Regions from separate parts of the Gossypium hirsutum genome. Here region 2 is linked to region 1. Evidence: chromatin contacts called from public Hi-C data. All regions are on one chromosome and are shown on one strand. The core of a region is the stretch at or near the end of the contact, and the rest is flanking DNA. Distances in the headings are between cores, read along the strand shown.

Region 1 (6,630 bases), core at 1,652-4,151:
TTTAATTAATTCAAATTAAATTTTGCTCACCCTCGGCAGAGATGTTATAGCTCTTGCCTCCTTCGATTCTACCAAGGATTTCATCAGATTCTACCAATGCCATGTAGCATTAATTATGAATTTTTCTATGTACTTCCGTGTTAAGTTAATATATATATAGCATTGAAATATGGCAACGCCTGCTGGGATTTCGAATATTTGATGAGCTTTCAGCTGAGTGCTATCTACAGATATACACATCAAAGCGAAAAGGGGAGATGGTTTGAAATTTGAAGTTCAAAGGTAGTCTTAAATCTCATACAGCGGACAGGCCTGACTTGCAGACAAAATCATAGGAATGGAGAATGGAGTATCCAAACACATCATCAGCCAAAATAGAACCATTTGCCTCTGATTTTAACTCATTTATAATGTTAGATGATAAATAGACCATTATATCTATGACCGAACTATAAGAGATAACCTTTAAGCTTCTTAAATTCGGATGAAATTAATCATCATCTGACCCACTATCTTCAGACATCCTTCCAGCATCATCAGCTATGCCTGCTTCCTGTGAATCACACACAACTTTGTCAGTCTCTCTGCTTATGGTTAAATACACATGTGCATCTAATGTCTGTTTCTGTGAAAGAACGAGGGGGACATGACTAGTCAACATTCAAGAGAATTGAATATTCTTACAGCTGTTTTATCCCAGTTCTTCAACTTAGGATTTGTTAGCATGTAATTATCACGCAATGGTGCCCAAGCAGGTTCTTCCTCGTTCCTAGGATCAGAAGATGTATTACCCTGCATGTCATAAAACTCGTAATAAACATTTTGAGCAAAAGTTAGCTCAGACAAGATAATAAACATATTTTTTTATGCAGTTACCTTAGACAAGATAATAAACATACACTAAGTTTTAGTAGATCACCAACAATCTCCAAAAGTGCTTGCCAAAAAGAGAGGAGGATAAATGGAATGGTATAGGAGAATGCAATAAAACCTGTAAAATAGTTAAGAGGTAACCAACCTTACTGGAAGAGTCGCGTGATGTCTTGCCTAGTTCTGAAAAGAAGGCTTCCTTCCTTCGCCTCCTTATCACTAGCAGGGTGCACAAAATACAAAATCAGATGGCGGCAACGGGAGGAGGATTTACATTAAATATGTAGAGAAAATGTTTGGTCAAAAATTCATTCACGAGGAATCTCTATAAGTAATAGAGATGACAATAATGAAAACGACCTAGATAAAATTTCAGTCTCATGAGTATTGGGTTTCAAAAGCATAACATATTTGAAAATTTGAATCAATCATGACAAGGTCCATTCATCTTTGTAACTTTATGCCATGCATAGCACTGGAAAGGCAAATATAAGAGAAAGATGTGTGTTTACTCTTCACTCTAGAACTAATGATTATGCTATTGGCTTCAAAGCTGAAAGCACAGAGTATTCACCATTTGATGAGAAAAAAAGTGGAAATACTGTGCATACATAGATACATATACATATGTACAACGGGCTTGCAGCCCTAGTGAGGAAAATCACTGCGTACATACGAATGAGATGATCATATTGTTATAACCTTGCAAATTTCCAGTGATGTATTAAACTTATATAGCCATAGAGATTATCAGCATACCTTTTGCATCTTTAGACCTTGAAGGGTCCAGTCCTTTCTGAGCCTTTTGTGCTTTGTTCACCTACATGATATATGAAAGAACAAAGTTCACACCCAACTTGGTCGTAATAAAAATCAACCTAATATCTATCAAGACAAAATCAAATCCTAATATGTTTATGGTAAAAAAGAAATTGGGTAAGGCTTCCCTAAAACAACTTACAGCATTGAATAACTTCACCACTGAAATCCCAACAAAACATAAACAACAAAACTTAATTAGTATGAGAAAGAAATTGCAATGAACTAAACATCATATATACATTTGAAGAAAAATATATATTACCTCCTTTTGTAGCAATACCAATGAGAAACTTTTCATGTGAATCCAAGTAATTAGCAGGCTTGAAATGCCCCTTCTCTGCAACCTGTAACATTAATAACACATGAATAAAATGGCATAAACAGCAAAAGTCATGGTAAAAACCTTAAGTATAATTATTATAGGAAAAATACCAAATGTTTTTCTTTTTTAGCCTCTCCCTTAACTTTCCTTTCAGCTTCCTCCTCAGCTAACTTCTTTGCCACAAGCTGCTTATGCCCTGATAATACTGGACCCTATGAGAAAATTTCAGAAAAAAATCAGTCTTTGGGGGGAGGAAAACAATTTTTTTATTTATTTATAGTAAAATGAGAAACACCCAAGTAGATAAACTAGCTTTACCAATGAATCATCAGCAACATTCCTCTTTATAATGTTCTTAAATGCCAACCTGAAAGCTCTAACACCGTCAGTAAACTTCATAACCCCAGGTTGAATTTCAACTTCTTCTGAACCATCATTTTCTTCAGAAGAATTATCACCGCCGCGGCCGATCCGGGTATCACCGAGGGCTTCCTCCCCCTCCTCACGCTCCTCCTCGTCATCGTCGGAATTATATTGACGGGCACGTTTTTCAAACAGATTCCTCATTTTCTTACTTAATCTAAGCTTTTTCCCTTTGCCCTCTAACATCTTAAGCTTCTTATTCTTAGGCTTCTTACCTTTCTTTTTACCCATATTTCTTTTCCTTTTCCCAACTGCAGTGCTGCCTTCCTCCATCACCATCTTCTTCCTTTCCACACAAAATACCCAAACAAAAGGAAGAGAGATTTGCAATCAAAACCCTTACTAAACCCTAGTTAGACAGAGAACAAAAGCGGAGAAGACGAGGTTTTTTTCAATGTGCTCTTGTATGGGTTCTTTTCTCTCCTTTGGTTTAGGGGTCTATTAACCATTTTTCATGGTTTCTGCTTTTCTTTGCTTTGGGTTTATTCACCATTTTATGGGCCTTTTTCATTTGCAGCTATTTTATGGGCTTTTCCTTAACCTCATTTTTTTTGTAAGCTTTTTAATTTTAGAATTAAAGAATTACTATATATTCTTTTTATTTTCAAAATTATTTTATTTTTATAATATATTTCAAATAAGACATGGTATCTTGCTAATTTCGTTTAGGCATAATGACTTATTTCGCCATTCAACTTTATAAAAAAAGTCATTTTAGCATTCATTTAATTTTTCGTCTCTTTTAGTTTTTAAACTTGCATTGTTTGTCAAATCTCTTTAAAATGAATAGAAAAATTAACATTTGTTAACTTTACTAACGTGATATACACGGATGCCACATCAACAACTAATCATTTATTTTTATTTGAAAAAAATTAAAAATTATTAAATAATATAAAACTTATTTTTTTTATAGTAAAAAATTTAATTAATTGCTAACATAGCATATACATGGACTGCTACATGGATGCCATGACAATAAAGTTAATGAATATTAACTCTTCCATCCATTTTGAGGTGATTTGATAAACAATACAAATTCAAAAACTAAAAAGGGTGAAAAATAAAATAAGAGTTAAAGATAATTGTTTTTTTGTAAAGATAGAGAACCAAATAAATTATCATGTCTTTCATTTTTGACTCGAGACTAAGGTTTTCTATATGGGGATAGTTATGAAAGTGTTAATCATTTAAATTCTAGCGAAATTGTTGAGGTATTTATTTTTATTTTTTTAAAATTTAAAATTACATTCGATAAATAAAAAATTTGTTTTTAATAATGAAAACATGAGAAATAAAACATTTTTTTACATTTATATTAATTCGAATCAGGATACCAAATTTAATATTTGAAAAGTTGTTAAAAAGAATATTTTTGTATTTATATAGGTTTGATCCGTTCTTTTAAAGTTAAAAACCCTTAAGCTTAATATATCATTTGGTATTTGAATTTGAAACTTTTTTTAATGTAGTATTTATGTTATTTTTTGGTCCAATTTTGTACTTGTATTTGACAAAGTTATATATTTTGGCACTCAAAGGTGGTGGTGCTAGTTTTTTATTCTTTGATTCGACTTTTAAGGTTGAAAGTTAATTGTTAATATTATTAGGTTTGAATTCTTCGTGATTTTGTTAATAGAATAAATTTAGCATTGATTGTGGATTTTTTCAGTTTTACGTTTAATTTATCAAAAATAATCTGACGAATGTGATTTAATTCAGGTTTTAGAATTGATTTGATAAAAGTTAATTATTAATAGTATTAGCTAATTATGAATTTTCATTAACTCGACTCTAAAACCTAGATTAAACACTAAAAAGTTAACAGAGTCATTTTTTAGTATCAAAATATATAATTTTTGTCAAATACAAGTACGAGATTGAATCAAAAATAAATCCAGATATCAAATTATGTATTAGCCAAATCCCTTACTTTCATAATTTTGCTTTTATAAAAACATTTTTAGAAAACAAAAATGAAAATGAAAATAGTCTCTGGAGGCTTAGATTGTTAATTCAATTTTATGTTAATTCGTGTTCATATGATTTTTAGTTGTATTGACTTATAAAATAATCGAATTTAAAATATATTGAATTATGACACATATGAAATATATAATTTAATGAATAATAATTTTTAACAAATAAAAAAAATTTAAAATAATTTTTTAAAAATATTATGTGACTAATTAAAAGGCTGAAATACTTTTATTATATATACTAATAATTTAAAAATGATTTTAAAGTTATATTTAGTGAATTTAATTCAAACTCAGTAAAAAAATTATATAAGTCTAATTAAAAACTAAAATTATGATACGCTCATTATACAAATAAAGAAATATATAAAAATAAATTTCAAGTTGTGACCTACTAGTTGACTATTCATCTATCTAAAGAATAACCTAAGTTCAAATCATTGTTGTATGAAAAATAAATATAAAAATTTAATTAGACTTTGGTTCAAATGATAAAATTAATATTTTGGAGGCCTTATTTTAGATTCAACTCCCACTTTCTGAATTTATTCTTTTACCCATAATCTTTCTCCACTTTTAAATTGGAGGAAAAAATGCGACAAATAAATAATATTTGTTATTTTAAAAAAACTATATTCAATTAATTCATGCACTTAATCAATAATTTAATAATAATACAAACATAGATATGACTAAATACCAAATAAATATATTTTTGAATCTTGTCAGATCAATAAATATAATCTAATTTTTTTTAACCATTGAAATGAAATTTAATAAACTCTTGAGAATGAGGCTTTGGTACTATTGGAAAAGGGTTAAATATAAAATTAGTACGCAAACTTGTCCACTTCTCTCAGATTAGTATTTATGATTTTTTTGTCCCAAATTGGTACCCAAATTTTTTCTTCTTCTTCTTTTTCTTCTTCACTCAACCCAAGTTTCTTCTTCTTGTTTGGCAGTGACAGAATTACTCCACACTAGACGAGGACCTTTTTCTTTGGAATGTTGTAATAAAGTTGTATTCCCATGGACGTGAGGTGCGAAAAGCTTTTATCATTCTTTGTTTGATGCTTGAGAATGGGATTCCTTTTGATAAATTCTCACTATCTTTGGTGCTTAGAGCCTGCTCTCGATTGGGTTCATGGTTTGCCGAGAAAGTTGAATTTTGGGTTTGATTTTTTTTTTTTGCAAAATTGTTTGATTTCTTATTATTTATGTTGTTGGTTTATTGGATATGCACATCAATTATTTGATAGAATGTCTATGAGGGATTCTGTTTCATATAATTCAATGATTGATGGGTATATTAAAAGGGAGATGATTGATTTAACAAGGGAGTTGTTTGACGTTATGCCACTAGAGGATAAGAATTTGATAACTTGGAATTCTTAGTGGTTACACGCAATTGAAAGATGGGATGAGTTTGGCTTTGGGACTCTTTGAGAAAATGCTTAATAGAGATTTGATTTCTTGGAATTCAATAATTAGTAGGTTTGTAAAGTCTGGGAACATAGAAGATGCCCAAATTTTGTTCTATTAGATGCCAAGATACTTAGACAAGTTTCCCTTAGAAGCAAAGTCATAAATGAGAAAACATTCACCTTTGCCCTTTGAACAACAAAACCCTCGAAGCCTAACGAGGTTTTCATGTATCAATGAGGTTAATAAGTACAAGCCTTTAACAAACTCTGCTTCTTTTAATTTGCAGTTGGTCACATTTATGCTTCTAATGGCTACAACAGAACCATCTCTTAGTACTCCTTTGTACATTGATGAGAAATTGGGCTTTCCTAGTAAGTTTAACTCGAAAAATCACCGAGTTGCGGACTTGACTTCTTCTAGATTGAATATGAACTTATCTAAATGTTCCTTGGAAAATCCAATGTTGTCCCGTCCATCACCTAATGGATCCCATCCATATGAATATTCAAGTGTTACAAGCAGAGAAACATTTCCATTCCTTTGAAGTTTCTTTCTTGGTGGTCAATGCTAAGACGCCCATCAAAAGATTCACATGTGTTTCCAATCTTTTGTTTCTTCCTACTATAGTGGAAAATTGCAAGAAATACAACAACATAAAAATGAAACTGACTGTAATAACCCCTGTAATAATAGGTAATTTTAGGAATCTCAGTGAATTCAAGCAATGAGTGTGGTTGCAATGTCTTTGTTATGTACTATATGCGAGTTAACCCCTTGAACCGTGTAATT
Region 2 (6,604 bases), core at 3,769-6,268, 640 kb after region 1:
TGATAGCTTAATTTTGTTTAGCTAGGATGATTATGTTAATTCAATAATATTTTTTTTGATTCATGTTTGACGTGTTTGTGCCTTAGTCGATCATGTTTTCAATTAAAATCAAGATGTATTTCACTCATACATGATTGGATGCATTCAGATTAGCTGAGCGATCCTAACCAGACGACGGCTGGTAGACACATAATTGAAAAGTGCAATGCTCAATTTAGATCATTAAACCCGACTAAATTAGAGGTTCATAATATTTTTAGTTAGCTATATTATCTTGCATAGTTTTTAGGTTTATGTGATTAAACTATTTCAAACTTAATTGTCCCTGTTACCTTGCATAAATACTAAGAAACCCTTAGTTTAATATGATTAGTAAAATGCATGTTTCACTAAGTAAAAGATCCGAAAGGACTTAATTTGGTTTCTAAACTCATGAAAGACCGAGTTGTCATGGAATGTTTTCCGAATACTGCTAAGCATGATGAAAATAAATTAAGTTGATTAATGTAATTATCCTAGCCTATACATGTTATTGATTGTTGAAGTTGTGTTTCTGTTGCTAAAATTCATTCATACATTTAGATGATTTTGCATACTCAGTTTAAAATTGCATTAGGGATCAATTTTGCATCTAGTTAGATTATTCTAGTTAAATCATCATCACTCAAATTATTGTGTTTTTATACCAAATTATGAGTTTATAATTTTGCAAATAATCAATTACATACACATTCCCTATGGAGATAATAACTCATTTTACTTACTTATTACTTGAACGACTGTGTACACTTGCACAAAAATCCCTTTACAACTCCACCAACAATTCCTACATCGATTACTCATAGGTCCACTAGGCCTACCAGGCCTCTACTTAATGTAACTCACCAAACACCACGAAGACTGTAATATATTAGAAAAATCAAAATAAACCCGTTGGAAAATCGTAAGATTCTTTTGTTTCCAAAGCTTCCAATAGACATACCAAAAAAAAATTGCCACGTCACATCTTGATATTTTAAGCCAAAAATATTCCTCAAGTTTGCTAAAATTCAATCCTACAAAGAGAAAGAAAAAAATTGAGCTAAAAGGCTAGAGGGAATAATATGTTTCCAAACCTCTTGTGCTTGACAACAATCTCTTAATACATGAATACAAGATTCCTCGTCTCTCGAAGAAATCGCACAATAAGTGTCCGTCAAAACTCCTCTTTTACAACATTCCATGTGAGACATTAGGCCCTCCTTAATTACCAACCAAAGAAAATGATGAACCCACTGAGGACCATCTAAAGACCAAACAAGCTTCCATTTGTCATCCGGAGGGTTAAGAGAATTTTTCAAAAGCATACTATAAGCGAATTTGAATGTGTAAACACCATTTCGAGACCATTTCGAGATAAGAGCATCCTGTCCAACCAGAGAATTCAGAGTCGAGATTCCCACAATATAAGAGAGAGTATCACTGTCGAAAAAGCAACATAAATAATCCTAGTTCCAATTTCCATTTGTAGTAACAACCTCACTCAAGGTGATAGAAACATCAATAAAGGACGAGAACAAAAAAATTAATAACAGGACCCACATCCACTATCTAATTATCAATCAAAAATTTCACAAGATTCCCATCACCAACAGACCAAAGTGGCCTTTGGCGTAGCAGAGGCCAAACCTTTGAAAGCGAACTCCAGATGAAAGAACATTTACTACGATAGATGTCGTCTAGATTTACCTCAGTAATCTTGTATTTGGACCGGAGGACTCTAACCTATAAAGCTTCCTTACTAGTAAGGAGATTAAAACCCAGCTTAAGCATAAAAGAATCATTTTGTTCTTTAAGGCATCGTATCCCAAGGCCCCTATTAGACAAGGGTCGGCAACAATCTTCCCAATTAACCCAAGACATCTTCTTTCTAGGATCTATTTTCCCCCAGATAAAACTCCTGACAATTTTCTCAATTTTTGCACAAATACCATGAGGGATCTTCACAGTTTGCATGAAATAATTAGGTATCGACAACAGAACAACCCGAACAAAAGTGACCCGCCCAGCCATTAAAAGCATACTAGCATTCCAACTATCGAACTTCCACCTAACTTTATCGACAATAAAGTTAAAGGTATTCTTTGTGACTCACTTGTGAAACAAAGGCAATCTTAGATACGTTCCCAAATCATCTAAGTGGCGAAAACCAAGAATTCTATAAATGGCAATAGCATTGATAACGTAATATTTAAAAAAAACACCGTAGTTTTCAGCCCATTAACTCAATGTCCTGAAGCCACTCCAAAATAATTAAGAGCATCCTTAATTCTATGCATCTAATCAACATCAACTTCAGCGAACAAGAAGAGATCATTTACAAAGAAAAAGTGTGAGATGGACGGTCCATCCTTCCCTAAAACAATTGGTTTTGGGTTCTTATCCTCAACATTTTTGTGAATTAACAAACCTAATCTCTCCATTCAAAGAACAACAATGTAAGGAGACAATGTACAGCCTTGCCTAATTCCCTTTTTAGGAACAAACTCATTAGAAAACCTTCCATTCCACACAATCTGCATGGAGACCAATGTGATACATTCCATGATGACATTAACCAAGTTCGAAGGAAAACCAACATCCAATAAAGTCTCCTCAATAAAGTCCTAACGGAGTCTATCATATGTTTTGACTAAATCCACTTTGATAGTCATCCATGACTTCTTCTTCTTTTTTTCGGTACGCAACGAGTGCACAATCTCTTGAGCAATTATAATGTTATTTGTGATTTGCCTCCCTGCCACAAAACTAACTTGATTTTGAGTGATAAGGGAATGGAGAATTGGCTTGAAACGGTTTATAATAATTTTGGTAACAATCTTGTAAAAAATGTTAAAGAAGCTTAGAGGACGATATTGCGATAGACATTCATGGCTTGTAATCTTGGGAATAAGAACCAAGAGCGTCTTATTGATAGAATAATTAAAAGGCTATCCAAAAGAAATACCACGAACCCAAGAACACACATCCAAACCAACCGTGTCCCATTGACCTTGATAAAAAAATGCATGAAGACCATCTGGACCCAATGCTTTAAGAGATCCATACTAAACAACACATTCCGAACTTCCTCATCAATAATTTTCAAAGATAAATAATCCCAATTGCTAGAATCAAATTTCAAAAAATAACCATGTAAGGGAAACGGATCACAAGGTGAATCATCCAAAGAGTTGAGAGAAAAGAAAAAATGAACTGCCTCTTCATTGAGAGCCTTATTATCATAGCACCAACTATTGCCAATTGTCAAAGAAAAAATTTTATTAAAATTTACCTTATGAGAGCTTTGTTATGGAAGAACTTCGTGTTACGATCCCCAAATTGAATCCAGTCCAATCTCAACTTTTGCTTCCAAAATAATTCTTCCTCACCAAGAACTTTCTCATATTCAATTCGCATGTTGGTCTCAAGATTTGGAAGAAAGCTAGCCCTTTTGCAATCCAAAGTAACCTGAATCCTTCCCATACGATGAGTGCTTGACCGTTTTCTTTGAATAATGTGACCATAAACCTCATAATTCCATCTTTTAAGATCATTATTGAGAGAAATAAGATTACAGATAAATCCGACCCATTCCCCAATTATCACAGACAAATTGTGAAAAATCCGGATGAGATACCCAAGAAGCTAAAAGGAAAAAAGGCCTAGTGATAAGTGTGACTAGAAGAGTGGATGGATAACAGGATTGGCCCATGATCAGATTTGAGACAAGAGAGATGAAAAGCAGTCGCGTTAGAGAAAGATCAACACCGCTCACTATTCCCAATTGCTCAGTCAAGTTTTTCGAAAATAACCCCTCTTCTCCAAGTAAATTGTAGACCTTTGAAACCAAGATCCTTAAACCATTATTAAGAATAAAATTTCGAAATAACTTACAACCAAAAAAAATATGTCTACCCTCTCTCTTTTCATCCAAAGAAAGTAGGGAATTGAAATCCCCCATCAAAACCCAAGGCTCATTGACGGAACGGGCAACAAGATCCAACCAATCCCACAAGACCTTATGTTTCTGTTTATCCAGAAAACCATAAACAAACGTCACCAGAATATTTTGAACCCTATTTCTTACCCAATCGACATTGAACAAACTGAGGGTCATTTTGGAGAATCTGGACTTGGACACTATTCTTCCAAAAATCCACAAACCCTCAGCAAAACCTCGAGCTTTAATCCTATGGGAATAATCCAAACCAATCTTTGAAATGATTCCTTCGGCCTTCGGACCACTAACTCTTGTTTCAAGAAAAGCAACAATATCAACCTCAAACTCCACAAAATACTCTCTAACAATTCGAACAAACTTAGGAGACGCACACTCTTGACAATTTCAAACATAAATACTTGGTAACATCCAATAATAGTTATAAAAAAACAAGCTAACAGACCCACCTTAAACATCCAAGGTAGCCACCTCACTGGGATCCGTCGAAACCCCCTATACATAATTTAAGTCCATGATTAAACTTTCAGACCTTATTCTTTCAACCACCTTTGACATCGCTTCAGCTACCGATTCACGAGTAATAGCCCTGACCTTAAATTTGTTTCCTTTACCCCGAAAGATATGGGAACCTTTCCTTAAGCGTTTGGTATCTCTACTTTTCAACGCAGCCGAAACAATAGTACGTTCATCTTGTGTCTATGAAGAAACAATAGGAAGCCTATTACCGATGGAACAATCGGGGTTTCTATTTTCAACAAAGTTAATGACCGAATGACAATCCAAGTTCAAAGTCGTTACTCCTGTTTTTTCCACAAAGTCATGGGATTCTCCTTGCTTAGACAAAACAGTATCTCTGCTGGGAATTTCCTTAGTCGGCAAAAAAGAAAATTCTGTGGGGTTATTAATTGTCGATTGGATAGTGAGCTGCTGAATTTTGACTCAGACATTTTAAAATTTAAAGCCCTATGACCCCATTTAAAACAACGGGCCCAGAATCCACCTTAGTAGATCTAACACCCACTCTCGTTTGTGTGTCTAGAGGTCCAGCTATAAAACTAGGCTCAGCCAAGCCCAAATCCGTTTTCCTTTTCAAAACCCTGGTCATTTATACCCTCTTAAAAAATTAGGCCTGAAACAGAAGAGCAGCCCAGTGGTGTTTATGCGTTGACCCGTCTTCACTTAAAGGGTTGGTAGTTTTAATTAAAGATAAAAGTTTTCGACATTGAAAGAAATTTAAACGGATTCTTTTATATCGATGATAAATATAAACTATATAACTATCTAAAAACCCTTTAGTGTTGAAAAGTTACCCATCCTTTAAGAATTTATGTAGCTGCCAAACTTGTCACAGTACCCGTTGCTAAAATACGATTGCATGACAACTTTATCATCACAGCTTAAGACGTTATTTACTGCTAATTTACCTATAGCCATAAGTTCTTGCTGCTAAAATGATGGCACTTGTCAGTGTAAGTACTAGAGTAATGAAATATTTACCGTTGCAAAAACCTGTTACAATGATAGAATCCTAGTCATTATAGATTTATAGCAAGAAAATTATCCGTTGTAATATCCTTTATAGTGGCGAATATTTAATCCATTAATAAGTAAGTCCCTAGCGTCTGAAAACTTATAGTTCTTGGCAGTGACAGAAACCTAATCATCGCTAAAATTTATGGTAGTTGTTATCGATCAGTACGTACCATTTCGATATTAAATTGGTACCAAGTAGTTTATATCCCATTTCAATCAAAATTTCAATGGGTTTCGACGATTGCGATGTATTTCAACCCGTTTCAGTTAATATCGACTTTGTATCGGTACATACCGGCCCATACCAATTGGTACAAAAATTTGACATTTTAAACTAATTTTAAAATTTATCTTAACCATTTTAATTTCTCCATAATTACATTTAAAATTAAAAGTTATTAAATTGAATTATTCAACTTAATTAACAATTTTAAAACTTACATTTATATATAAATATATTTATACGGATATAATTAAGATATATTTGCATGCATATATAATATATAATTTATTTTTTATCAAAAAACATATTATTTATGAAGAAACTAAAACTAAAACTATAAATATATATGTGAAACTTTTAAATGTATATATAATATATCAAGAAACTAAAAATTATACTAGAAAAATGTATATATGAAAAAATATTTAAAAACGTCAATAAACTTAAAACGGTATATTGAAACATGCCGATATTAATATAAATACGTACCAATACCAAGACAAAAAAGGTATGCCCACCAATAAAATACTAACTACCTTGCTAAAAATGGTGAACTCTCATTACTAAATACTTTTTATAGTGACATGATAACTAAACCTGTAAAAACTCTATTGCTCCTAAAACGTTCCTAACAATGATGAGAATGTTACCTCAAACCAAAATTGTCATGGTTTATTGTTAATGCATTATTGAGTGACGAGGTAACTATAGAAACATGAAAATGTTACTTAGGATGACAAGAATTCATATTGAGAAATATTTAAACCACTGTAACAAAATAACTGTAGCAACATAAAAATTCATCTGTCAGCTATAAATATTAGCTTTATTGACGTAACTTTAACCCGTTTCTAGAAAAAAATATT

What was found. A called contact is a pair of places that touch in the nucleus more often than the background predicts.
Region 2: a contact with region 1 is called in a Hi-C map of leaf, with 2.4 times the contacts expected there. The contact joins the enhancer-like site here to the promoter of LOC107954735 in region 1. A contact is called at or near these places in 2 of 34 Hi-C or Micro-C datasets (both in leaf).

The regions. Positions count from the first base shown.
Region 1 is chrD07:34,385,525-34,392,154 of Gossypium_hirsutum_v2.1, forward strand. LOC107954735 (RRP15-like protein) reads right to left here and starts at 2,902. Exons shown (of 8, transcript XM_016890385.2): 1 at 2,333-2,902; 2 at 2,125-2,226; 3 at 1,955-2,036; 4 at 1,832-1,851; 5 at 1,630-1,690; 6 at 1,019-1,089; 7 at 685-792; 8 at 242-553. The coding sequence starts at 2,716. The coding sequence ends at 491. It also overlaps the pseudogene LOC107956187.
Region 2 is chrD07:35,024,098-35,030,701 of Gossypium_hirsutum_v2.1, forward strand. No RefSeq gene overlaps it. Among protein-coding and RNA genes, the nearest start is that of LOC107954750, 7.8 kb to the right of the region's middle. Within about 2 kb of position 5,019, at least 6 of the 9 cell types and tissues checked have an H3K27ac peak or open chromatin away from gene starts, as enhancers often do. A contact at or near this core is called in leaf, where this site is marked.